Regions from separate parts of the Mus musculus genome. Here regions 1, 3, 4, 5, 6 and 7 are each linked to region 2. A link is a contact called in public promoter capture Hi-C data. All regions are on one chromosome and are shown on one strand. The core of a region is the stretch at or near the end of the contact, and the rest is flanking DNA. Distances in the headings are between cores, read along the strand shown. Region 1 holds the start of Gpr173 (G-protein coupled receptor 173). Region 2 holds the start of Apex2 (apurinic/apyrimidinic endonuclease 2). Region 3 holds the start of Tspyl2 (TSPY-like 2). Region 4 holds the start of Iqsec2 (IQ motif and Sec7 domain 2). Region 5 holds the start of Kdm5c (lysine (K)-specific demethylase 5C). Region 6 holds the start of Huwe1 (HECT, UBA and WWE domain containing 1). Region 7 holds the start of Hsd17b10 (hydroxysteroid (17-beta) dehydrogenase 10).

The links. Promoter capture Hi-C pulls out the DNA fragments that hold promoters and counts their contacts. Capture Hi-C pulls out chosen DNA fragments and counts their contacts.
Region 1: a promoter capture Hi-C map of liver shows a contact between it and region 2, with 4 times the contacts expected there. The contact joins the promoter of Gpr173 here to the promoter of Apex2 in region 2. A contact is called at or near these places in 3 of 39 promoter capture datasets (the 3T3-L1 cell line, cranial neural crest and hippocampal neurons), 1 of 115 datasets of contacts at active chromatin or transcription factors (embryonic stem cells) and 2 of 9 other capture datasets (adipose tissue and liver).
Region 3: a promoter capture Hi-C map of liver shows a contact between it and region 2, with 8 times the contacts expected there. The contact joins the promoter of Tspyl2 here to the promoter of Apex2 in region 2. A contact is called at or near these places in 7 of 39 promoter capture datasets (the SN4741 cell line, cranial neural crest, embryonic stem cells and 3 more), 2 of 115 datasets of contacts at active chromatin or transcription factors (astrocytes and extraembryonic endoderm stem cells) and 2 of 9 other capture datasets (adipose tissue and liver).
Region 4: a promoter capture Hi-C map of liver shows a contact between it and region 2, with 6 times the contacts expected there. The contact joins the promoter of Iqsec2 here to the promoter of Apex2 in region 2. A contact is called at or near these places in 2 of 39 promoter capture datasets (cranial neural crest and liver), 1 of 115 datasets of contacts at active chromatin or transcription factors (astrocytes) and 2 of 9 other capture datasets (adipose tissue and liver).
Region 5: a promoter capture Hi-C map of liver shows a contact between it and region 2, with 9 times the contacts expected there. The contact joins the promoter of Kdm5c here to the promoter of Apex2 in region 2. A contact is called at or near these places in 15 of 39 promoter capture datasets (the 3T3-L1 cell line, the HPC-7 cell line, HPC-7-derived erythroid cells and 9 more), 5 of 115 datasets of contacts at active chromatin or transcription factors (astrocytes, bone marrow-derived dendritic cells, embryonic stem cells and 2 more) and 2 of 9 other capture datasets (adipose tissue and liver).
Region 6: a contact with region 2 is called in a promoter capture Hi-C map of liver, with 8 times the contacts expected there. The contact joins the promoter of Huwe1 here to the promoter of Apex2 in region 2. A contact is called at or near these places in 15 of 39 promoter capture datasets (the 3T3-L1 cell line, 3T3-L1-derived adipocytes, the C10 cell line and 9 more), 4 of 484 Hi-C or Micro-C datasets (B cells, cranial neural crest, erythroblasts and 1 more) and 2 of 9 other capture datasets (adipose tissue and liver).
Region 7: a contact with region 2 is called in a promoter capture Hi-C map of liver, with 4 times the contacts expected there. The contact joins the promoter of Hsd17b10 here to the promoter of Apex2 in region 2. A contact is called at or near these places in 8 of 39 promoter capture datasets (the HPC-7 cell line, cranial neural crest, embryonic stem cells and 5 more), 3 of 115 datasets of contacts at active chromatin or transcription factors (astrocytes, embryonic stem cells and pro-B cells) and 1 of 9 other capture datasets (liver).

The regions. Positions count from the first base shown.
Region 1 is chrX:152,367,322-152,370,766 of GRCm38.p6, forward strand. It overlaps Gpr173 (G-protein coupled receptor 173), which reads right to left and starts at 1,397. Exons shown (of 4, transcript NM_001359449.1): 1 at 730-1,397; 2 at 100-189. 3010001F23Rik (RIKEN cDNA 3010001F23 gene) reads left to right here and starts at 1,251. Exons shown (of 4, transcript NR_045451.1): 1 at 1,251-1,373; 2 at 2,521-2,701.
Region 2 is chrX:150,585,919-150,589,719 of GRCm38.p6, forward strand. Apex2 (apurinic/apyrimidinic endonuclease 2) reads right to left here and starts at 2,237. Exons shown (of 6, transcript NM_029943.2): 1 at 2,005-2,237; 2 at 1,125-1,208; 3 at 1-127. The coding sequence starts at 2,158. It also overlaps a transcript of Pfkfb1 not described here.
Region 3 is chrX:152,340,740-152,344,011 of GRCm38.p6, forward strand. Tspyl2 (TSPY-like 2) reads right to left here and starts at 1,745. Exons shown (of 7, transcript NM_029836.4): 1 at 801-1,745. The coding sequence starts at 1,586. Gpr173 (G-protein coupled receptor 173) reads right to left here. Exons shown (of 4, transcript NM_001359449.1): 4 at 2,859-3,272.
Region 4 is chrX:152,142,729-152,146,422 of GRCm38.p6, forward strand. It overlaps Iqsec2 (IQ motif and Sec7 domain 2), which reads left to right and starts at 1,540. Exons shown (of 15, transcript NM_001114664.2): 1 at 1,540-2,451. The coding sequence starts at 1,745.
Region 5 is chrX:152,231,110-152,234,660 of GRCm38.p6, forward strand. Kdm5c (lysine (K)-specific demethylase 5C) reads left to right here and starts at 2,118. Exons shown (of 26, transcript NM_013668.4): 1 at 2,118-2,601. The coding sequence starts at 2,452.
Region 6 is chrX:151,801,746-151,805,464 of GRCm38.p6, forward strand. It overlaps Huwe1 (HECT, UBA and WWE domain containing 1), which reads left to right and starts at 1,537. Exons shown (of 83, transcript NM_021523.4): 1 at 1,537-1,824.
Region 7 is chrX:152,000,218-152,004,010 of GRCm38.p6, forward strand. Hsd17b10 (hydroxysteroid (17-beta) dehydrogenase 10) reads left to right here and starts at 1,679. Exons shown (of 6, transcript NM_016763.2): 1 at 1,679-1,717; 2 at 2,061-2,225; 3 at 3,144-3,308; 4 at 3,436-3,564; 5 at 3,645-3,753. The coding sequence starts at 1,691.

The sequences.
Region 1 (3,445 bases), core at 147-2,646, 1.8 Mb after region 2:
GACCACTACGTTATTCCTGTCCCCTGTATATTGTCATGGGGATTGGTTCAAGCGCTCTCAGAGCCCAGGACCTGAATGTGCTCCCTACCCCCACCTTACCTTCCTCTATTCCTATAGCAGCTTCCTCCCACTAGCTGGGACACATCTTCCAGGGTGAGTGAGCAAAGGTATGTTACCTGTAGGTAGAGACTGGGAAAAGAATAAAGGAAGGAATGAGGGGTGGTCTGCACTAGGAGCAGCCTCCTTGTCATATCTACCCACCTGCTTGGTGCCCAGGTTCTCTGTCTCTCTTACAGACACACAGACACACACACATACAGATCACAATTCTGCAAACAACCTAAGGAACCTGGAGAAGGAGAAAAGGAAGCTGCAGGCATTGTGAGAACAAGGCTCAATGAGCTCCCAGGTACCCCTTCCACAGCTAGCACACAAGGAATGGTCTTGTGTCTAAACGTGACTATAATGATAGAAGCAGACCCTGTAAGGGGTTGGGGGTGGAGAAACAGGTGGTGGTTCCCTTTCTTATGGGACATTCAGGATTAAAGAAGATGGGGAAAGATAAGCAGTCTTGGGGTTTGAGTGTTGTCATACTCAGTGATGAAGCAGAGAGACTAACAGAGAGACAGGAAGCATGACAGTGATAGAGACTGAAATATATGGAGAGACAGAGAAGTCCCAGCCCCCCTCCTCCCCTAGCTCCTTTATGGAAGAATGCTGACTACTTACCTGGGTTCTCTTAGCAGGACTGTCTTGGAATTCAGGAAGGAGACTCACTCTGTCTCATCCAGGATAAACCACAGCCCAGGCCACATTGTGGGACCCTCACTGATCTGGCAGCCAGTGACACTCCTGCTTCTGTTGCCGTGGATACAGCCTGGTTGATCTAAATCACTGGCAGCAAGGGAAGCAGGTGCCAGAGGGGTGCACTTGGTAGAGCTGGAGATGTTGGGGAACACCAGGTGGGCAGCACACAGCTTTGGGGTGCCCAAGTAGCGGGCAGATGGGGGTCCTGGTAGGTGCTTCTCCCACTACACACTCCCACCCCCATCTTCATGCCACCGCCGGTCTGGGAGGGGGCCAGTGTTGGCTCCGCTACTGTTCTGCCTGCCTAGCTACCGGTTCCCCCCCACCCCCCACCCAGTCTGCCTGCTGGCCGCAGCCTTTTGTCCTCAGAAGACACGGTCCCAGCGGGGCCTCTGCCAAGCTTCTAGCAGATGCTCAGGGTCCTGGACTCCTCCCTGGGAACACAGGAGCCATGGCTTGGGAGGGCCCCAGGTTAGGGGCACACTCTCATCCAGGCTAACCCCACTCTCCGGGCCTGGCGAGGATGGAGAAGAGGTGCAGGTCCACAGCCAGAGGCAGTAGCAGAGGTGGTGTTGGGGAGGGGATGGACGCCAGAAAGAGGGGGAGGGGTGGAGGGAGAGAGAGGCTGGCCTGATAGCCGTGTCCCAGGTTTTAGATCCGGGTTGAGAAGGGTGGCTCAGAGCATCCAAGGGGGGTCCTGAAGCGAGACGAAGGTACAGTGGACCTGCTGGAAGGAATTCCTGGCCCGGGAATCACCCCGCTTCACACAAATCCAGATTCCGTGATGCGGGAAACACCTAGCTTGGATAGGGTCTCAGTGAGGAGTCCTGGCCCCTTAGCTAGACCCTGTGTAGCCTGTTGGTCCTCCCCTCTCCTCGATTTGCACAGTCCCTGCCCGAGGGGCGGGTGGAGGAGGGAGGGAAGGAGGGAGAGCAAGGGAGGGAAGAAGGGAGGCTGAGCAGCCGGGAGACTCCCAGCCACCAGCAAGGTCCTCCCTGGGGCGGGGCGGCTGGGGTTGGGGGAGGGGGCTGGCGAGACCGGGAGAACTTGGCTGCCTGGCTTACTGAATGGGGATGCTTGGTGTGGTGTGGTGGTTGTTCTTGCCAGGACAATAGCTGACTGACAAAATCAGGCTCAGGCCTTTCTGACTTGAGAGAGGCCTGTGTGGAGGTGAGGGGAAGTAGCCAAGAGGTTGCTGAGATAGCAACTTGCTTAGGATACTCGTGCAATGAGGGCAGAGCTTGTAAAGGTCTGGGGTCCGGTTTTGGACAAAGATTCAGGGGAAATTTCTTAGGTTTGGTATGGAAGGTTTGGAAGATAAGGTAGATAGCCTTATTTAGGATGGGGTTTTATGGGTAGGCTCTGGAAGTTGGCTTGGAGAGAGGTGGAGGAGGAGTCAGACACCCAACTCGGAGCCCCTGTGAGGATACCCACAATGATAAATCTACTTTCTCTGGGCCAGGAGGCAAGCATGAACACATACTTAAGGCTGTGTTCCAGGACAGCATGAAGCAAAAGATGAGAAGAATGCCTGGGAAACAGACATGGGAAGACCAGGGAATACAGTTCTGTTTTGAATTGGTTTAAATAGGGACCAAATGATGCTGTGGTGGTTCCTCTAATTTGTAGCAGTCAACAATTCCAGTTCTCTTGATATAAAACTTGTATTTTATTTGTTTTCTTACCCCACTTGTTGGTTCATTCATTAACTAGCTTTATGTAGGTCCAGTGCTGGACTCAGCTGAGTTGGGTAAATCAGACTTGCTGCCTGCCCTTATGAAAACCATGATCTGCTACCAACCTGTGGGCCAGGAAGTCATGCACCTGCCTCTGGATCCCTCTGGTACCTGTGAAATCTAGATCCCCAGGCCTGCTCTCTGGAAATATAAATCTGGTAGGTGGGAGAGGTGTGAAACATTTTTAGAAAATCTTTAGATGGTTATTTTTATAATCTCTAAATTTGGGCACGATGCTTTGGAAAGGGATAAAACCCTATGGACTGAACATAAATTCGAAGTGGAAATTAGAAAGGACTTTGGGTTGATCTAGAATGGAAATCTTTACCTGAAATCTTGTGAAATGTGTCTAAGGCTATGTGGCAGGACAATTTTGTAGCTTTAAATTTACACACACACACACACACACACACACACACACACACACAAAAGGAAGAGTCGGATTTCTGTCTAAAGTTGGAAAAAGAGGACACATTAGACTTAAAGGAAGGTGTAAATAGTAGAATTGATAGTAGAGAGCAATGGGATAGAAAATAGAGAGAAGATATAGCAGAGAAGATCCACAAAGTTGAAGAAGGCTCTTTGACAGATCCTTGAGACATCATGATTCTGGAAATAAGAAAGCATGTCAAAAGGATAAGGAGCAGAGAGGGCATGACACTACTGAACATTAAGTTAGATGAGAAGCTATTAGAATTATAATTTTATGCTTGCAATTTTGAACAATTTGATACAATGGAAATTTGCTAAAAGTCACAGAAAATAACAGAATATCTGAGCAATCTTATAATTTTTAAACAAACTGAATTTATGCCTTTAAAAGCTTTAGAGAGAGAGAGGTCTCCAGGAGATACTGCAAGCGTGAAAACCTGAGTTCAAATCTGTAGCAACCATGTAAAAGC
Region 2 (3,801 bases), core at 987-3,486:
TCCTCTTGCGTGAACTCATCCATGTTTCCATAGCAACCAATATCTCCATTCAGGGTGGCAAACACACCACTCAGGCCTTCTTCAGCAGCTACTGGGGTAGCACTGTCCTTACAGAAGGTAGCCACACCTGGGGACGGACAAGAGCATTCTGAACGGGGTCAGCAGCCAATATATCATTGTACAGCCTATCCCACTCCAAGTGTATCCATATAAGGAACAGCTTTGGTTATCTTTGTCAAATTTAACTGTTTCAAAAATGTAAGGACAGCCAGGCGTGGTGGCACACGCCTTTAATCCTAGCACTTGGGAGGCAGAGGCAGGCGAATTTCTGAGTTCGAGGCCAGACTGGTCTACAAAGTGAGTTCCAGGACAGCCAGGGCTATACAGAGAAACCCTGTCTCGAAAAATCAAAAAAAAAAAAAAAAAAAGTAAGGACAATCCTCCTAACTCAGGGGCCATACATGGCTCTGTAGCGTCTTAAAGCATCTGAGGCCTCAGTTTCCTCTTAAAAAGCCACAGAATAGGGCAGTGGTGGCGCACGTCTTTAATCCCAGCACTTGGGAGGCAGAAGCAGGTGGATTTCTGAGTTTGAGGCCAGCCTGGTCTACAAAGTGAGTTCCTGTCTCGAAAACAAAAAACAAAACCAAAAAAAAAAAGCCACAGAATAATGTTATATTTTACAAGAACAATAATAATGTATTTTACACATACATAGCAAATGCTGATGAAAAATTAGCTATCATTATTACCTCATGCAAGACTATGTCTAAACCCTTGTGAGAGCCTAGAAAATAACCATTATCCTTATTTTCTCAGTGAAAAACCTGAAACACAAAGGTAAAGTAACTTGTCAGAAAACACAGAGAGGATGTGAGCCAGGACTTGAACCCTGGCAGTTAAGGTCCAGTGCTTATACAGTTAACTCAGAAGAAGTACATTACTATACTTCTGAGGGACAAAAGGAAACTTCGGTGCATAAATATGAGGTTTCATATGACCTAAAATTAGCAGCATTTGCTTTGGAAATGAAAAGTCAAAATATGTTACCTTCTTATTAAATACCAAAACACTCCTTTTCTCCATCACCAATGCTAACATAAATACCCCCAGAAGACCTCATTTACCAGAATAGCCACTACGGCTGCGGCTGAAGCTGAAATAGGAGTTATAACCCTCAACAATAGCCAGGGGCTCTGTCAGTACATCTCCTAAAAAAAAAAAAAAGAAAAAAAAGTAAATATAAAGTCAGAGGTAAATTAGCACCATGGACCCATGAAAGACTGGAATTACAGTTATAGGTTAGCATACATCAGAGCTGTAATTGAGGGTCAGGAGAAGTGTTTATGTTGACAGGAGCTAGAGAGATGGGAAAGTCAGGAAAGAAAATTATATTCAAATTAGATAGGGAAGCAGAGGAGGGCAAATCAGAGCTAAGTCTTGTGATTTAGATTAAAGTACTCACAGATGCTGGCAGTGGAGATTGGGGACCTGAAGGGTGGGAGGTAGGAGAGGGAATTAGGGAATTCGAGCTGGGAATTATGGGAGAAGAAATTAGGTCTAAATTTGAGGTAAGATATCAAAGAGGAATGAATCTAGGGCCTTGAGGTGGAGAGAAAAGAGGAATTGGAGATATGGGAAGGAGAAATTAAGAGTCTGAGCTAAAGGCAGAGATTAGGTGGGGATTAAGGACTGAGGTGGGGGCAGGGATGGAAAACTGAGGTGTTTGGCTTAGAAGAATGAAAGGAGAAAATTCAAGGCCCAGAGTTCGGGCTATAGAATGAGTGGGAATCTGTGTATGAGGGTTTCAACGGGGAAAGCAGGCCAGGAGTCGGAATTAGGGGTTCTAGCTGGGGTGGGGTTGTTTAGAAAGAAAAGGATCAGGCCTTTCAGATGGGTATAAGGGCAGGATTCTAAGTATAGGAAAACGAAACGCGAAATGAGACAGAACAAAGGTTAGCATCAAAAGGAAAACACCGTAGAGATCTTGGATTCTCGAATGCTCACTGGTCACTTTGGTCTCCTGGAGACAGACAATATCAGCATCCAGCTCGTCCAAAACGCGTCGCAAGGCCGTGGGACAGCTGCTGGGTTCCTGGCATGCAAGGCCTTGCAGGGGACTCCGGATCCCATTGATGTTCCAGCTTACCACGCGCAGCATTTTGGTAAACGGTACAGTTTCCCAAAGGAAGCTTAGGCGGGCAAATGCATTGCTGCCCGGAAGTGAGCTGGCTCCCCGCCTTCCTCTCGCGTTTCCACCGGGCGTTCTCACCTTCCCCTCCGCCCCCTCCGACGGCAGGACGCAAGCAGGGCGGGACTTCGAGTTCAGTTCTCTTAGGCGGGAGACGGAACTAAGGTGGAGGCTGTAGGAAAACCGGGCTTGATCAAACGAGCCTGTCACCCCAGTACTCAGGAAGCTGAGGCAGGGTCAGTAATGAATTCAAGGCCAGCCTGGGCTACATAGCAAGACCCAGACCAAAACCTGGGAAGAGTAACTGGTGAGAGGCGCGTCTCTGGTTGGGCTCCTTCTCTTCTGGCCGCATGCTGGCCTGGACGCCCGAATCTGACTGCTCTTCTCTACTACAAAAGTACCCCCTGATGCGCCAGGTTACTGACAAATGGGATTTTGTCCCTTTGTCAAGGGGCAGGCCTCTGGGGAAACAAGCTGAGCCAACGCCCTACCCGGATCGAGACAGGACTCTGGCTTTAGTGAGCGGCCCCTGGCGGTGGCTGAGGGGCTTCTGCAGACCCTGGAGTCCTTTTGGGCAGTGGCGAAGGGAACTTTCTCCGTTAAGCAATTAAGAACCTAGCTAGCCTCCGTTTTAATGGAGTCTGGAGGAAGGAGACTGCCTCAAATCCTCCCTGTATAGCCATGTTTGTCTTGACTCTCAAAGCATAAGACAGACTTGCATTTGGCTCCATTTCTCAGATGAGCAAAATCGAGGCCTAGACCATTTAAGCTCCAGAATAGTATCATTTCCCGATGCAGTTATGGTTTTCCTGTCTATACCGTGTCCTTTCATTCTTAGGATAATCCAGGAAGAGGCACTGAAGCTAAGTAGAAGTTGAATAAATTCGTCTCAGCCTCACAGAAGTGGTAGAGCCAAGATTTAAACCCTTCTTAATCAGGTAAACAATTGATTTTTTTTTTGTCCACACACCTCTGTGTTTACGTCTTTTCCTGTGGGCACCACTGCACTTTATGGTCCATGGCACAGTATTTACCACAGTGCACAACCCCCATTGATTTCCGTTGTCACTAGACTGCCAGCAGCCTGAATGCAGTGGCCATCTCTGACCCACCTTATATGATAACGGAATAAATATTTAGCAAATGGATGAATAAGCAGGGCAGTAGGGATGAGTTCTCGACTTATTTTTTTGTGACCACAGAAACAGAATTAACAGGAATCGCCCTATTTCCAGGAAAACTATAACTTTGCATCCTAAGGGTTTTTTTTTTTTCCACTGAAAATTGCTACAAAGTTATTCCCATTCGAATGCACACACCCTCAGAATTTCACAGCCTTTGAGCCATCGTCTTCATGGCTATACAGAGCCACAGTAGGCTGCCCCTCCCCCACCCCACCCCCATCGGACTTAAAGGTCACTAGTTACTGCTATCAGAAAAACAGCTCTGTAATTCAAATTCTGTGCCTTGAGCTTTTCCATGCTTTGGGAGTTACTGACTAAAGATCAAATCCCAGGAGTGGGTTAATTAGGACAAGGGAAATGAACATTTTTCTTCATGTCACCAGTTGCTTTCAAGCAAGGGATTTTGCCCATACTGCACTAAAGGCAGAT
Region 3 (3,272 bases), core at 495-2,994, 1.8 Mb after region 2:
AATGCCTCTAGAAGTCTGTGTGCTTAGGCCCAGTTGCCTCATGTCTAGATATGGAAGTTATGTATCTGTATCTACTTGATACCCTGTGCCTGACTCCCGAGAGCCTATGATCATGTGACACTTTTTAATCATGGGCCAAGTGTTTATATCTATATAAATTCTACTAAAATGTGTGCATTTCAAATGTTGCATACGTGTTTCCCTGGGAATGAGCTCAACAGTCACCAATAGTGGATTGGATTCTTCCTGTTGTACCTTTCCCTTCATTTAACCACTTGAGCCTCACAACCAAGTGGTCTTTCTCCTGATTCTTCAGGGTTCCATCCCATTTCTACTCTCTCCCCTCTAATGGAGAGGATGGTAGACAGATTTGGGATTTCTAGGTATCTAAGCAGAGACCCAGGTTTATGGAGCCTTGTGTGGTTTGAGCACGCTTCCCGAAGAGCTTATGCGCCCTCCCTCCTTAGTCAGTTCATCACCTGTACTCCCCCCTCCTCTCCTCCTTTCTCTATCTGTTGCTCCGTTTATGGGCTGTGTGCCTTTTCCGTTACCCCTCCCTCTTTTATTGTCTGGGATCCATTTTCTTTTTAAATGTTGCAATGCTACTCTTTTTCCCTTCTGCAGTCTAGTTTTAGATGCGATTTTGCCCTCTTGCCATCCCTCTTCCACGCCTTCTAGAATCTTCTAATGGGGATTCATCATCCTCATCTCTGACCCTCCCCCACACCTCTTCTCTCTCTTCCACACATCTCCCCTTCAGTCATGGGCTTCTGGCCCATGCATACTGATGAGAAGGATACTGCTTTGACCCAGAAGCCTGGGATATGCTGGATGATGAGGTCTCTGCGCTCCAAAAAGGGCCTTCGCATCTGGATGAATTTGCGCTTGAGACGCAAGAAGGCCTTGCCTGCCTTGATGTTCACCGCCTCCAGGTCCATTTGAATGCTCTCCAGGGCCTGCAGTATGCTCTCCATCCTCTGGGCACTCCTCTCTCGGCTCTCCTTCGCCTTCCTCTGCTTCCTTCTCCTCCTCCTCCGACGCTGCCGCCTCCTCACACTCTCCTTGTCATCCTCATCCTCATCTTCCACTATTATGATAGCCTCCTCCTTCCTCTTCGGACCAACTAACATCTGGGGCCCCCACCCTCCTAAGCTACAGGTTTCTAGGGCCTTCTCTCCGAGGCTGCTGGGCTCTGCAACCTGAAAGTCAATTGCCAGGCTTCCCCCAGAGATTTCTGAAGATGGGAGCGTTTCCATGATCCCTGTGGAAGGGGCCTCCCCGAACCCTGACTCCATTGCGTGATCCCATCCGGGACTCTCAGCACTCAGGGTGAAATACGCGCGGATCCCCCCTTCCTCAAGAATGACATAGGGCAGTGGTGGGGGCAGCGTGGGGCCCACCCCCCTCATGTCAGCCAGCACCTGTGCAGCCTCGGTTTCTTCCTGGGGTCTCGGACGCTGCTGGGGTGGAGGCAGGGGCAGTCGCTGGAGCGGTGGGGGTGGCGGGGGCGGCAGGTCGCGCTGACGGGGTTCCGAGCTGCTCAGGCGGGGGGTCTTGGCCGGAGGCCCCTCGTCCGGGCGGTCCATGGTGACCGCACTCACAACACTGGCTCTGCGGCTCTCAGACAAGGCCGTAGCCACCAGTCACACTTGAAGCGGAGCCGCCACACCTCACGCGACCAGCTCTGCTCACCACCTCGCTCTGACGTCCCCTCCCACAGCGCCTGCCCCACTCCCACAGCGCCTATCGCCCAGGCCCCGCCCACTCCCTGGCATGGCGTCTGCTCTGCCCGCCATTGGCTGCAGGCCTCGGAGCTGGCGGTAGCGTTCCCTCAGCCCCTGCCTTCTCTCACGCAATCCGCTTGCCAACACTACACATCATCATTTTCTAATTGGCTCCCTTCGCGCCCACCAATCATCAGGCTGACTGCCCCTCAGTGATGAGAGGAAAACTGCGGGGCGATTGGCTATGAGGAAAGCTAGGGTAGGAGCCCCCTCACCCTCAGTCTTGCAATGTTTTAGCCAATGGGAAAAGTACCAGTGATTCTGAAGACCACAAGACTAGGCCCGGGGAGGGTGGCTGGGAGTGCGCAAGCACCAGGGAACGAGATGTGCTCAAATGAAATCAGAGAGCCTCGCTATCATTCTCCCCGCCCCACTCCCCCAACAACTACGCACTTTTAAAATCTGTCCCTTCCCCCACCAGTTTATGCCTGTGGGGTGAGCGCTGTAGCCCCTCAGTCGCAGGCTGCTTTGAACTGCTAGTAGTTTAAATATCTGAGGTCTTTTTGCTTTGGTGGTCAGGTTTTGACATGGCTTTTTCTATTTCTGCAAAATGGCTCCACAGATGCAAAGAGTAACTTCCTCTGCGTCATTAAAAAAAAAAAAAGGTGATTCAACTAATGTGCTAGATTTTTCTAGAACTTTAAAATTCTCTTTGTCTACACATAATTTCTACCCCAGCTTTTCCTAAATGAATGCGGCTATTAATTGTACCCTAATATTATATTTTATTTTGTTTGTGATCAGAAATGGCTGGTCTTTGATGAGGCACGATGGTGGAGTTTTGGCTCTGGTTCTAGAATCCACATAGCAGGTGACTTCCACTGTGACTTTAGCCAAATCACTGCCCCTCTCTGAGCTTGTTTCTTCTACATTAGACATTCCTAAGGAGAGGAGATAATTGCCCATTGCAGCCTTGCTGTGGTAGCAGAGGAAGGAACCTCAGAATCCATCAACAGGAAAATGGATGTGATATGTGTTTTAGATGGACTACTAGAATAAATTTGATCTATGTATAGCAACATGGCTGGATTTCGCAAAAACAGAATGTTAAGTGAAAAAAGAAACAGAGCAAGATTTATAGTACAATACTGTTTATGTAAATTAAAACACATCAATACCATATATTTTCCACAGATACACATAAGTAAATAAACACATGAACGGTGGTTTGGAAGGACACACATTAAGTACTGAAGAGCGGTGCCTATGTGGGGTTGGAAGGATGGGATCAGGAATGGGTGATGAAGGGGACAAAGCAAAATAATAAAAGGACCTTGCATGGACCAATGATAGAGTGTGCCAAGAACTGAGTAATAGGGTCAGCTCAATTCTGTGCACCTGAAGAAATAAGTAAATAAATAGTAAATTAATTGAGTGCTTAGGGAGTAGGCCAGCTGGGTAGATCCCCAGACTTGGGCTTTTTCGTTATGTTATCTTTCCTTCTGAATTTAGTCAAAGCTAAACCAAGTCCCAGCTGTATACAGTGGA
Region 4 (3,694 bases), core at 290-2,789, 1.6 Mb after region 2:
GCACAGAACATTTATCACTGGGAAAATCAGGGATGGACTCAAAAAGAGGCATTTGACTTAAGGCTTCCACCTTGTCCTCCTCCTTTTCTCCTTACTTCTTTCCCTCTTCCTTCTTCCCCTTCATGTGCAAGGGTGTTTTGCCTGTATTTATGTCTGTGCATCACATGAGTGCCTGGCACCCTTGAAGGCCAGAAGAGTGTTTAAAATCCTTCTTGAGCAGGAGTTACAGTTTGAGTTGTCACGTGGGTGCTTGAAATTGAACCCAGGTTCTTCGGAAGAGCAATTAGTGCTCTTAATTTCTGAACCATCTCTCCAGCTCCTAACTTTCTATTGTTATTTTGGTTTTTTGAGATAGCATCCCACACTGTAGCTAAGGATTGTGTGGAACTCATTACTTAGTTCAGGTTGGCCTCTAAATACTAGCAGTCTTCCTGCTTTAACCTTACAAGCACAGGTATTATAAACCCATGCTGAGAATTTGATTCAGGTCTTAATGAAAAGATAAAACTTCACTGATTGGCAATGGTGGAATGAAAGAAGATGCCATTTCCATGGGGATTAGAAAATGACGGTTGAAGAAAGATGTTTTGACATCAAGTCTGACTCTAATGGGGAGTCCTGGGGCTTGTTGGAAATGATCATCAATGATCAAAAAAAGACCCTTGTCAAAAAGGCCTTCCTTGGTCAAAAGACCCAGTAACGGGCTAATATAGGGAATCCTGGGGTCGGATAGGATTGGAAATCTGAGCATTGATTTGGATGAAGAATTTAGAGGTTGGCGGGCTGAAGGTAAATGCCTGAAGAGTTACATGTGTGTGTGTGTATGGGGGGGGGGGTTAGTGGTGGTGGTGGTGGTGGTGGTGGTGGTGGTGGTAGTAGTAGTAGTAGTTGAATTCCAGGGACTGTCTGGGATATGGAACTACAGACTGGGTGGGCTGGAGGATCACAAGGCTAGAGAAACGCAGAAGTACTGAGATGGAGTAATGGTCTATAGACTGACTAGTTGTAATGAAAAATCAAGAGATTGTCATGGAGCTGGAAGGAGATCATCTAAAACAAGAAGCCAGCTGGGATAAGGAATGGGATACTGAGTGGGGTTGGCCGACTGAGGGGTTGGAAGTCTGAGTTGACTGAGTCTGGAGACTGCCTGGGCTGGGTGTTTTGACGGCTTGGGTCTTGGGCCTGTTGGGCCAGTGCATATTAGAATAGGTTGGAGGACTTCATTAGGCTGTTAGGTGAAGACCCCAGGACAGTTGGAATGGAGATATCTCCTGCAGGCTGAGCTAAGGCTGGCATCCAGCTGAGGTGCCAGTGCTTTGGGGCTGGTCCAGCTAGGGTGTTGGTGGCGACTGCAGGTGGGGCGCGCGGGGGCGGGTCGGGAGAGCTGGGTGGGGGCAGGGGCGGGGGGCGGGCCGGCGGCCGGGGCGGTCCCGCGCGGCCGCGCTGCGCAGTGACTCCGCAGCGGGCGGAGCGCCGTGGGCCGCGTCCTTCCGAGCCCTGGCGGTGGCGGTGGCGGTGGTGGTGGCGGCGGCGGCGGCGGCGGCGGTAGCCTTAGCTCCTGCGCCCCGTGCCGCCGGCCCCAGCGCTGTCTCCCGGGCCCCCTAGGGCCCCCGGGCCCCCGAGCCCGGTGCGCGCCCTCGCGTCCCGCCGGCCCCCTCCCCCGGCTGGGCCCGGGGGAGGGTGGCGCCGTGAGCGAGCGGGGACTGGGCTCTCCTGCCCGTTCCCCTGTCCCTGGGCCGCCAGGATGGAGGCGGGGTCCGGTCCTCCGGGTGGCCCGGGATCTGAGAGCCCCAACCGGGCGGTGGAGTACCTGCTGGAGCTGAACAACATCATCGAGAGTCAGCAGCAGCTGTTGGAGACCCAGCGGCGGCGCATAGAAGAGCTGGAGGGCCAGTTGGACCAGCTCACCCAGGAGAACCGCGACCTGCGGGAGGAGAGCCAGCTGCACCGTGGGGAACTGCACCGGGACCCCCTTGGCGCACGGGATAGTCCTGGCCGCGAAAGCCAGTACCAGAACCTGCGTGAGACCCAGTTCCACCACCGCGAGCTGCGGGAGAGCCAGTTCCACCAGGCGTCCCGGGACGTGGGCTACCCGAACCGGGATGGCGCTTACCAGAACCGGGAAGCTATCTATCGGGATAAGGAGCGAGAAGCCTCCTATCAACTTCAGGACACTACCGGTTACACAGCCCGCGAGCGCGACGTGGCCCAATGCCACCTGCACCATGAGAACCCAGCCCTGGGTCGCGAGCGTGGCGGGAGGGAGGCTGGGCCAGCGCACCCGGGCCGCGAGAAGGAAGCCGGCTATTCCGCGGCGGTGGGCGTGGGGCAGCGGCCACCGCGGGAGCGGGGCCAGTTGAGTCGTGGCGCATCCAGAAGCTCCAGTCCTGGCGCTGGCGGAGGTCACAGCACCAGTACCAGCACCAGCCCGGCTACAACCCTCCAGAGAAAGTAAGGAATGTGTTTGCGGCCCCCACCCCACCCATTCCTTTCCCTCTAGATCCCTCTCCAACTTAGCTGGCAGATAAAGTATATGAAGCCCATGCCTGATCCCATTTCCTGCTTCGCCTGTCCCAATCGGGAGAAGGTTCTCCTCAACCGGCTGACATGCTTTCCCTAGCCACCACACATTGGTTTGGTCAGACGAGTGCGGGCTTCTTTTCCCTGTAGAACCAAAGCCAGTTAGAGACTAAAGCAATTCCCACTACCTCCCTCCACTTCTTCAGCCCCTAGCTGTATCCTTTCCAGAGGATGGATTAAATAATTTTTAGACAGAGGTGGTATCAACTCAAGCCCCCTAAAGAGAGAAACACTCCTACACACCTTTTTTTTTTGGGGGGGGGTGATCTCGTCTCGAGGCAGGTGGGGACCAGAATGGAACTGCAGCACATCTTGGCATGGGGAGGGGGGGTGATGGTGGCAAAGATGGGGGAGCAAAGATGGAGGCTAGGCCCTTGGTTAGTTTCTCAAAGTCCAGCTGGTCTCCACCCTTCAAGAAAAACAACACCCATTTAAAGAGCCCTACCAGGAAGGGAAGTCCATAGATCTCCCATCTGTTGGATCAGCTTCAGACCTGTGCTGGGGTTTGTACATGTGTCTGAGACAGGTTAGGAATATTTTCTGAGTTGATGGGACATGGACAGGATCTACTTTTCCTATGTAGATCCCATTGTGTGCTGATTGGGATAAATGTATTAGGCTGTGAGTCAAGGGCACGAAGGCTCACAGGGATGCCCTAAAGGCCCTCCTATTGCTTTACTGCTATACTGAAAAGAACATTGAATTGGGAGATGGGAGAACTGGCGTCCCCTTCCAGCTCTGTTGCAGATTGGCTTTGTGACCTTGACTGAGTCCCTTCTTTTGCCAGTCTATGATTTCCCCTAGATATTTTTTTTAAAGCCAGGGACTGCCAACTGAGATTCAATGGGTATGTTACTAACCCAACCACACCAAAGAGCAAGTCTGAAGTCCTTTAGCAAATGGACAGGCTTCCCCCTCCTCTCACTGCTCAGCTGGTCCTACCATGTGCCACAACTAGTGGAGTGTCTCTTGGAGGCTGGGCTGGGGGTGGGGAAGCCTTCTGCCTCAGGAAATCTGCCGGGAGACAGCTCTCTGCAACTCCCCCATGGTGAGGCAGCAGGCTGGGGTGCTGGGTTGAGATGGCTGGGCCCCAGGAGCAGCAGCTGCAGCTTGA
Region 5 (3,551 bases), core at 868-3,367, 1.6 Mb after region 2:
CCCCAGCACTTGGCTTTTTTTTTTTTTAATTTTCTTTCTTTTTTTTTTTTCGATACAGGGTTTCTCTGTGTAGCCCTGGCTATTCTGGCACTCACTCTGTAGACCAGGCTGGCCTCGAACTCAGAAATCTGCCTGCCTCTGCCTCCCAAGTGCTGGGATTAAAGGCGTGCACCACCACTGCCCTGTAGCACTTGGCTCTTAAAGAAAGGCAGACATTAGGCTGGTGAGATGGCTCAGTGGTTAAGAGTACTGACTGTTCTTCCAGAGGTCCTGCATTCAATTCCCAGCAACCACACAGTGGCTCATAACCATCTGTAATGGGATCCAATACCCTCTTCTGGTGTGTGTCTGAAGACAATTACAATGTACTCGTATACATAAAATAAATAAATACAAAAATAAATAAATTAGCAATGAAAATAATTTTTTAAAAAAGAGACGCAGATATTATTATCTCTAATCTTCCTAAGTAATGAAAGGATTACTTAACTTCATTTTATGAACAAGAAAACCAAGGGTCAGGGACGTGAGGTACTTGGCAGGGCCCAGTGAGTAAATAATCTGTTCCAGGAAGGCATGCTTTTGTATTTTCACATGCTCACAAAAGTTCCTGTTGCATAGTATGACTTTCACAAATACAAATCAATGCATTTTATATCACTGGCTTAAAAGACTGCTCGGTTTCCTTTTGCCCTGTGGTATGTCTGGGCTAAGGACATTAGAGGAGACTGGAGGAAGAATGGGTGGTGCTGAGACCAAAAGCCTGGTGTTCTTTACTCTTTACAGAGATGTTCCTCAGGTAGAAAAGCAAAATGTCTTCAGGTGAGGAACAGCAAACTTACTAACCTTAATTTTAATGCCTTTTCTCCTGTCCAGTTCCATTACTTTACATTATTATTACTATTATTACTATTGAGTTTTTGAGATGGGGAGTAGCCCTATCCTGGCTATCCTGGAAGTAGTTCTGTAGACCAGGATGACATTGAACTCAGAGATTCATCTACCTCTGCCTCCTGAGTACTGGAATTAAAGATGTATGCCACCATGCCTGCCCTTTTTTTTTTTTTTTTTGGAGACAAGAACTCACTGTACAACCTGCCTCTGCCTCCCAAGTGCTGGGATTAATGGCATGTGCCACCTACTGCCCGGCCATTAGTAATAATAATATTACTACTAGTACTACTACTACTACTACTTTGTGAGGCAGGATCTTGCTATGTAGCTCAGGCTGGTCTCAAACTCAAAATCCCCCCCTTTTTAGCCTCTATGTACTGCATATACATGGAATAAACAAAAATGTAAACATCCAGGCCTTTTGGTTTTTTTGTAGCAGTAGTTGCTACAAAAATGGATACACACATATTATACAAAGTGTTTATATAGTTACAATGTATACCAAACAGTCGAAAGCATTCTTTAAAATGCTGATGGCCAATGATACTGGGGAGAATAATGCATTTTTACTCTACGTGGGACTGAAGCTTCTAAAACTCCACATTCTCTAGGGAGTGAGGAGTTTCCTTCTTTCATTTAAAAACAAAAACCTCAGAGGTGTAAGTCTGGTAAATCTTCAATTCACTCAGCAGTAGACACGCGGAATGGGAGGGGGAGGGGGAGGAAGGGGGCGGAGGTTCCTCGAAATCACCGCCTTCCGTGGTTCTCACTGAAAGGACCTGAGAGAAGCAGCAAAGGACATTGGGGAGGAGACAACCGGCTTGGGATCTAGGGTGTGTGCGTGCGCGTGCGCGAGCGTGTGCGAGCGCGCATGGGCGCGTACTAGTTTAGGCTCACTACTTATGGACACTAGCTCCTCTTCCGGTTTGTCTAGAGACTGCGCATGCGCATCACTGGCCTTTAAACGTGCATCGCCGGTCCATCCGGTAAAAGGATCCGGCCATCGATTTACAATTTTGTTCTTCCGCCAATGAAATGAACTATTTTCTCTTAGCCTGAGAAATGTTTTTAACTAACCACCTCCAAATAAGGGACATATACAACCCGATTTCTTTCGGTCATCACATGATGAAGGCTTCCTAGGTTTTTTTCTGACTCAAAGTAAACGGAACTCGGAGAGACACCTTGCGGAGGGATCTGGTTTGTTGTGGTGAGGTACAGAGGTGGGGGGGAGGAGACGCTGACAAACCAAGATGGCGGTGGCAGCGGTGAAACCTGCCGCGACTGGGACTTAACTGTAGTAGTGAAGGCTTCAGTAGTTGGGAGGCAGCGGTAAGGTGTGGAAGAAACGGAACAGGACTAAGAACCTGTAAAAGGAACCTCAGCCTGAGACTTTTAGAGCACGGCACCCGCCCCCCTAAGCCCTTGACGGGCGGTGGCCGTCCTGCTTAGGGCCTAGACTCCGAGAAGTACCTCGGTTTCAGACAGCGGCGGCGCCATGCGTCCTTAAGGGCGACCTGAGCCCTCCCGATCTCTGGCCCAGCCCTCGGGCCCACCATGGAGCTGGGGTCCGACGATTTCCTACCGCCGCCGGAGTGTCCGGTGTTCGAGCCTAGCTGGGCCGAGTTCCGAGACCCTCTTGGCTACATCGCGAAAATCAGACCCATCGCCGAGAAGTCCGGCATTTGCAAGATCCGCCCACCCGCGGTAAGGCTGGGAGCTGATGGTCGCCAGCGGCGAGTTTGTGGGTGGATCCGGGTAGCCAGTGGTGAAGTCCCGGGCGGAGGGCAGCAGGTGTGGGAAGAATATGGGATGGCTGGTATTTTGTGGATGCCTCACGAAGCGGAAAAAGGGTGCTGGGGTCAGGGCTCCTCGTTTTGTGGCATACAAGTGACCTGGGGTCTGAGACCCACTCCCACTCTGCTCTTGAGAATTTCCCTTGATTCAATACACAGATGCTTAATGGGCTGGGGAGAGTTCGCAGGGAGGCACAGAGACTCCCATCTTTTACTTTGTATCACCCTGGTCGAGGCAGTTACAAAGTAACGACTACTGTCATTATTCCCTTTAAGGCAAGCTGTGTGGTGTAGTGGAAAGATCACGTCTCAAAAGGGAGTCAGACGTGAGTTTAAAACTACTTAGAAGGTTAGCAGCTGTATGACCTTGGGCATGTAAAGTAATCCCTGAGCCTGTGAATTGTGTGCTGGGAATAATTAGATTAAACCAGGTAACATAGTGCACTCTGGTAAGTGGTAATTACTGTGACTGTGAAGGTGCTTGATGTGGTCATTGGTTTGCTTCTGTGTGTGTTGACTCATGTTTACTCACGCTGTCAGGCCAATTCATCTCTGATAATATCCTAGCCTGGTGGCCAGTCAGGAAATCATTCTCACAGGGAGTGCTCTTTCTGGCTCCTGCGTTTTCTAGTTGAAGGTAATGTCAGAACCTTCTTGCACATGGTCCCCACAGCCTTCCTATGGAGAAGTTTAGACCAGTTAGCTTGGTATGGCCTTCTCAGAAGATCTGGATTCTACCTCAGGCTCAGAATGTAGATGATCCTATAAGATAAGGTTTTCTTGGGTCCCCAGGAACAATAGTGGAGATATGGAAATCTTCCTTTGCTTCCCAAATGTTCAGCAAAAAGGACCATATTGTTG
Region 6 (3,719 bases), core at 287-2,786, 1.2 Mb after region 2:
CGAGAAGTAATAGCAGAATCAAAACGTGTATGTATTTCAAATCTTGATAGATTTATCTAAATCTCCTTCCCCAAAGGCCATAATAATTTACACTCTCCAACGTAGTACGATATTGCCTATTTTTCCATAGCTATGCCAACATGAATTGTTACTTATCTTTATATCTTTTCAGTTATACAGTAAAAAATCACATGTCGTTGCTTTCATTTTACTGCTGTTTGAGCATATTTTCATTTTTCTAATTACAAAAGTCAGTAGTTAAATATGAACAGTCTTGTATATAAGCAATAAACATTTTGAAATTTTAATACCAACCCCCCCACTCTAAATTTCAAGAAAAATAAAAATATCTGGAAGTAAACTATAAAACTTTCAGGAATACAATGGAAGAACGTTTGCATAAATGGAGAAGGAATATCAGGCTTCTGCATAGGAAGCCTCTATTCTGTAACGATATTCATTTTTCTATATTGATTCAAGCAGTTGATGCAATTCCAATAAATATACTAAGTTTTTGGAACTTGACGATTCTAAAGTTTATGAGGGGGGGATGGCTAAGAATAACCAAGAAAATGTTTTTAAAGATGGGGGTGCTTGTACAATTAAACTGTACTCTGAAGGAAGCATGTTTAAATTAGAATAGACAGAACAATGGATTAGAATGGAAAAGCTCACAAACGGGCCAGACTGGATCCCGATTTATTGGAGAAACATTGTTGGTTAGACATGCAAAAACTGCCATATTAAAATCTCCAAGCGCCTTTCTCCCCACCCCAAGCTTGAATTTGCTTTTGAGGGCAGACGCCTTTGTTTGGAGAAAACCACTTTATTGGGTCTTTTTTGTTATAAGGTAAGGAAAGCCTCAATATTTAAAACTGGTGACTCCGGAGGTAGAACTAATGATATGAGCTTTTAGTGAAAAGATGGATTCAGGTTAGCCTGCAGTGCGGCGAAGGAAGAAGTATGGATATTAGAGGTCTTTAGATTTTTCCCCCCATGTTTTGAGCACAAAAACTGGTGTGTCATTGTTTCCATTTGCATTTGTGTGTTTATTGTAAATTGAACATCTTTTATGCGTTAGTTAAGACTAGCACGTTATTCCTCGAGGCAGGTAACAATGGGAACCCATTCTTTTCGCTTTCGGAATGGAGTTTGGCTAATTGGTACAGCCCTGCTGGAAGCGTGAGAATAAACAGGTTGACTTTTTAAGCACTAGGCAGGCTCCAGACACCTAAATCGGGGGCGGAGGTAGTTTTCAAGACATGGCCGAGATTTGGCGCTGAGCTGTGTCATCGCGAGGTTTGGTAGCAAGCTCCGCAGTGGGTCGGAAACCTCGTGGTAAGCGAGATCCCTAAAGGACGAGAGCTTCCTCCCTTTCCCCGAAAAAACTCCCAGTCATTTTCACGAAGCTCCGCCTTTCTCCTTTTTAGGAGCGTGCACCTGGTCTCGCGAGATCTCATGTTTCCTAAAGGCGAGGCGCGGGCGGTCTCCTGCGGTGAATTACGAAGGTCTCGGCGAGGCTGAACGTAATATCGCGATAGTTCCTACGGCGCATGCGGGAGCCGGCGGCGGCATGCTGGCTCCGCCCCGTAGTGCTCCGTGAGGTTGTGCGTCATTTGCTTTTCGCTTCGCGTGGGGTGAGAGCGGAGCGGTGGCGATTTGGGGTTTGGTGGCAAGCGAGGGTTGGGACGGGCTGGGCTCAGTTTTTCCTGGTCCGGTGGAGGTTCTCCTGGGATCACGCGAAGGCGGCGGCCGAGGTTGGCTACTGAGTGCAGGAGCTGCGGAGGCGCGAGCAGCGTCTTCTGGTGCTGCCGTTCTTAGCCGGTGAGTTCTCGCGGGAGCAGGGTTACGTCCTCGTGGGGATTCGCCGGCGGTGGCGGAGATACCTTGGGGGTGGGGGGGCAGTGACTAGGGTCGGGCCGCCTGTTAAGATGGCGGCGGCGGCGGCTGCCTGTCTTGCTCTTACACGGTACCAAGGGGTTAGCTATCCGCGTTTGTGACGCTTCTCAGGTACCAGACGTTAAGGAGATGACGAATGGCGAAACGTCGTGGTGCCGGTAAATCCTTCCTGAGCTGAAGACCATCCTGTTTCTTACCGGTTAAAGCGACACCATTTCCCCCGGCCTCTGCCTCGTGTGGGCCTGCCTTTGCCCCACCAATCGCTCTTCGCCTCTGTTTTCGTCGTCGCAGTGGGCGGGTTGGGAAGTGCGGGAGGGAGTCCATAGTTCATTGGGTAGTGGGCTGGGGATTAGATTAAAAAGTGGGAGAGAGGGACGCACCTAAGATTGTTCTCATAATTATTGCGCGCTTGCTGCTTCTCAGCCCTTGCAGCGACCCATATGAAACCCCTAGTTTTTCTTGATCCGAGGTGGGCTCTGCTTCCCTGCTCCCGCGGCTTTCGGGCTAAGGTTTGAGAGGTCAATCTGTAGAGTCATTAGAGTACCTTCCCTTTCCCAAATTCTGTCTCCCTGTCAAATCGCTCAGCTACGTGAATATCGGGATGCATTATTAAGGGGAGAAGTTAAAAAAAATCCTATCACTCCTCCTCTGTAGTCCTAATTTAGAGCCTAGCCTGAATCATCTACCCTGTCCCATGTCCTTCCGTGGTGCTTTTGGCGCAGATGTTAAAAGAGCTTATCTTATTCCCTGCATTTACTCCATCTTTGTGGATGGATCAGCAGTAACCTTCCATTTTCCTAGGTCCTCTTGCTTGTTTATCCCTGACGCGGGGACAGCGTACTGATTTCTTCAACTTTGAATGTTTTGAGACCATACTTGGGCAGAACAATAAACGGGTCAGTGGTCGGATAATTGCAGTCTTAGTGGTCTCCTTCGTGCCCCCACTAGGTGAAACTTTGCCTTTCCAACCCCTTCCACGCTACAAGCTCTGGGACCCGCCCCCTTTCCCGCCTATGTTTCTGTAGTCTGCTGGTCTGTATATCTTTTTGTTTTGTTACAGCTAACCAACATTTAAGAACTAAGTCTCACTTCTTAATCCTTATATTTCTCTCTTAACTGCTCTTCCTCCCACCCCCAGGAGCTGAATCCCCTAGCAAGGTGTCGACCCCCAGTACCTTTTCCTTCCTCCAGGAGTTTTACCCCTAAAACAGTCACGCTCCTTTTAAATTTAAATTTACTTCCTTTCTCCTCAAATCACTTCTATTATAGACAATTAATTCCCTATCACGTGTTTCCTTTGTAGATAACATGATTTGAATTACTTTTTATTTAGCACCAGTGTTGCATAGATTGAGGAGATGCTGCCAACATTTCCAATTCATAGGAAGCAGCCTGATTTAGAAAGTTAGTGTTTGCTTCCAGTTCACATTGAACTCATGACCTTGGGCAAATTACTTTTCAGATTTTGTTTGTTTATATAATGAGGGTAGTAATGCTTACCTTGTAGAAAATTTGCCTCAGAAAGTTTGGGTGCCTTTTTAATGTGAAACTGTATTGGTAGATAAATGTTTTTGTGCCATATTCTACCTTTATAGCCTGGTAAGGTTTTTAAAAATTGTTATTTCTTCAGCTGTATTTTTCTATGTTTAGGAATAATACCTATTCGCTCCTGTCTGCTTTTAATTTTTTCCTCATAAGCCACTTTGTATGATCAGTGGTTCATGTTTGAATATGTTCTCACTATTTGAAGCTTCTACTGGTGTAAGACTTTTGAATGCAAAATCATTCTCTTGGAATGACCACCAGCTATGTTTCGGTCA
Region 7 (3,793 bases), core at 429-2,928, 1.4 Mb after region 2:
ATGAGAAAATAAAGTAATTTTTAAAATGTAAAAATGAACACAAAAGAGTTCACTATGTCTGTAGTAAGTGTATTAGGCCAGAGAAGAATGCTTTTTTTTTTCTTTTTCAATGCAGTCCCAGTGGAAGAACTGCCTCCCCCCCCCCCTCTTTGAGACAGGGTCTTGTCATGTAGTCTACTTCTGACTAGCCTAAGATTGGCTATGTAAACCAGCATGGCTTCAACATTTGCTATAGTTATCCTGCTTCTGCCTCCAGAACACAAGGGTCAAAGTTGCTGGGAACACTTCACATGACACTTGGATTGTGGTCTGGGACTGGTAGGATGTCTCAGTAGGTAAAGGTGTCATCACCAAGCCTAATGATCTGTTTGATTACCAAAACCCACACGATGGAAGGAGAGAATCAAATCCCATAGTTGCCCTTTTGACCCTACACAGTATACAAACACACACACACACACACACACACACACACACACACACACGAAGGAGGTGGTTAAAAAATAAAGACTTCTAATCTGGTGCTAAATCCTTTGATAAAGTAGTGACAATCAGTATACTTATACTGCTATCAGCAACCAAGAGTACTTGAGGGGTGTTTTCCTTGACAGGGAAGTAGATGGGAAAATACTTAACATAGAAAGGACATAATGCAGTTTTATAGGCAGAAAGTGTAGGCTCAGATTTGTGGACCTGAAGACTTTGAGACAAAATATGGATGGAAGACAGTTTAGATGTCCACCCTCAAGTTCCTAATTGACTGAAAGGTAGTCTAGGATAACCAGAGACCTGAGTTTTTAACAACATTTTCTAGATGAGGTCCAATCTACAATGTGTGATCTGGGCATTGAACATAGAAACGGAGCAAAGGATGAGCTGATTAGAGATGTCCTTGACTCTGAGTTTGCTTTCCAGAAGTACATGTTTCATAAGGCCCACTTCCTATCTCTAGTTCCTAGTGACATGCCCTGCCCCTGCATAAAAGTCTAATCCTGCCTGGCCGCTCTCTATCCTTGCTTCGACTTATTTATCTCTCTGTTGCCTGTCTGTATTTCAGAATCTTCTAGTCTTCTCAGCTATACATTCTGGAATCTGTACTTGGGCTGTTTGTAGCTCTATAGTAGAGTACTTGCTTAACCTCGGGGTTTGATTTCATCACTGAAAAAAAAAAAAAACAGCCTCTACGTCCCTTTAGTTGTCTATACTGTAATTTTATCTTTTCCTAAATGAACCGTGTCCTCTTTGGAAATATGGACCTTGTATTACACCCTGTGTATGCCCAGGACCTGGTACCACATAGGAATCGATTTCATTTACACTTGAAAGCTTTCCTGAGAAAGGGATTCAGTTTCTGAAGGGACTCAGTTTCTTCGCCCTGTCTTTCTCCGGTGGAGCTGTCTGTCTACCAAAAGATCTGCTAGAGAGCAGGATGAAGGAGTAATGATTTCAAGCTGGAGCCGCTAGGTTTTTCTACAAAGGATAGGTTCCTAACCCTGGGATCTAAACTTTTCCCTTTCCAAGGTCCGGGACAGCAGGCCACACCCCTATCTTCCCCACCCTCCTCTGCCGCAACTGCTCCCCGCCCCCGCGACAGCCGCTCCACCTAGTAGGCGGCTCTGCGTCGGCCAATCAGCGAGAGCATGTGCAAAAGGCACTAAAAGCCCTCCTCTGGTGGCGAGGCTTGTGCAAGATGGCTGCGGCAGTTCGGAGCGTGAAGGTAGACTGCTCTGTGCCTCTAACCTTTGTTTTTATGCAGGCTAGGACTGCGCGGGCAGGAACAAGAGAGGAGATATCGGTGCATGGAGAACGCGTGGTTTTGCGGTGGTTGGGCTCAATCGGTGAACAAGCAATGTTCAACTACATCTGTGTGTGAGGGGTCACAGAAAAAACATTCCTGGGATGAGACACGCCCCCGCCCCCCAAGTTTCGTCGCTGGGGGAGAGGAAGCACATTTAGGTCACTGACCGTCCCCGCTTCTTCTTCGCAGAACTCTAGAATTGGCAAATGAAAAGGTGGGGAGTGGTCTGGATAATAGCAGTTTACCTAGTACCTTTTCACAGGGCTTGGTCGCGGTAGTAACTGGAGGAGCCTCGGGCCTTGGCCTAGCTACGGCCAAAAGACTGGTGGGACAAGGGGCCACAGCTGTACTTCTGGATGTACCTGACTCAGAGGGTGAAGCCCAAGCCAAGAAGTTAGGAGAAAGCTGCATATTTGCCCCAGCAAATGTGAGTCGTGACTCTCCTCGTGCACGAGGAAACTTGGGGATTCCTTCCGTAAGAGTGGTATCTGGGGTCGGTCAGATGGCTTAGTGGTTAAAGGCACAGGATGCCATCCATGACACCCCCGTTTGATCCCTGGGAACCACATGGTATAAGGAAAGATCCAACTCTGACCTCCACACGTGTGCCCTGGCAGGAACATTCCTGCACACACACACACACACACACATAAACGGAAGGCGGGGGGGGGGGGGTGGGGGGTGGGGGGTGGGGTGGGGGGGAGCGGGGCGGGGCGGGACTCATTTCCTTTTAGCTTTGGACTGGAGTCTTGGATACTGTGAGAGCCCTGCAGTAAGAAAGCTAAAGCCGGGCTCAGCACTATGGGGATGAGAGGATTGGACACACCAGGATTTCCTGGAGAAGATATGTTCAGTTGGAATGCATATCTTGCCCAGACATTTTACATTTACAGAGTTAAAAAACTTCAACTCAGCAGGTAGGGATTTTTTTTTTCTTTTAATGCTAGGTCATGTTCCTGTTATTTTCAGAACTGATCGTATTGGAGTACAGCTTGGTGGCAGAGTTCTTGCCTAGCATGTGGGAGGCACCTGGGTTTAGTCATCAGTACTTGCAAGAGAAAAAAACCAGAAGTGTTTATAGTGCCCTGATCTGTATTAACTGAGAATAACCCGAGGCATATGAATCAAGAGAATACAGATTGGGAAATGTTTTGCAACACTCTTCTATAGTATCTACCATTTCCCCTTTCATCTTCATTTGTTTTATTACAACTCTTTCTTGCCCACCCCCCTTTGCTCACACAGTTCTGTTCCCACCCAAGATCTGGGTCTGTCTTCCTCTCCAGGTTTAGTGGTGTGTGTATGGTAGGAAAGAAATACCTCTCCTTCATCTCTTCCTGTCTAGGTGACCTCTGAGAAGGAGATACAAGCAGCTTTGACTCTAGCAAAAGAAAAGTTTGGCCGTATAGATGTGGCTGTCAACTGTGCAGGTATTGCAGTGGCCATTAAGACATACCACCAAAAGAAGAACAAGATCCATACTTTGGAGGACTTCCAGCGGGTTATCAATGTAAGGCCTTGGCAGATCTCCACGGGGAGGATAAAGGGGGTGTGGCAGTGAATATTCCCAAAGCGTGTAAGGAAACAAAAGGCAGCCTCTGTCCTAGATCCTACATCATGGTTCTACCATCCTCCAGGTGAATCTTATAGGCACTTTCAATGTGATCCGCCTGGTTGCTGGGGAGATGGGCCAGAATGAACCAGACCAGGGAGGCCAACGTGGAGTTATCATTAACACTGCCAGTGTGGCTGCCTTTGAGGGCCAGGTATGTGAACGGAGGAGGGAAGCTCTTAGCTGAATGACTTTTGGGGGATCTCCCACATATGTTCTCCACTCTTTTTCCAGGTTGGACAAGCTGCATACTCTGCATCCAAAGGGGGCATAGTGGGCATGACACTGCCCATTGCTCGAGATCTGGCTCCTACAGGCATCCGTGTGGTAACAATTGCTCCAGGTAGACATTTCTCTTTCTTACCTTTTTGCTATACTAGGAC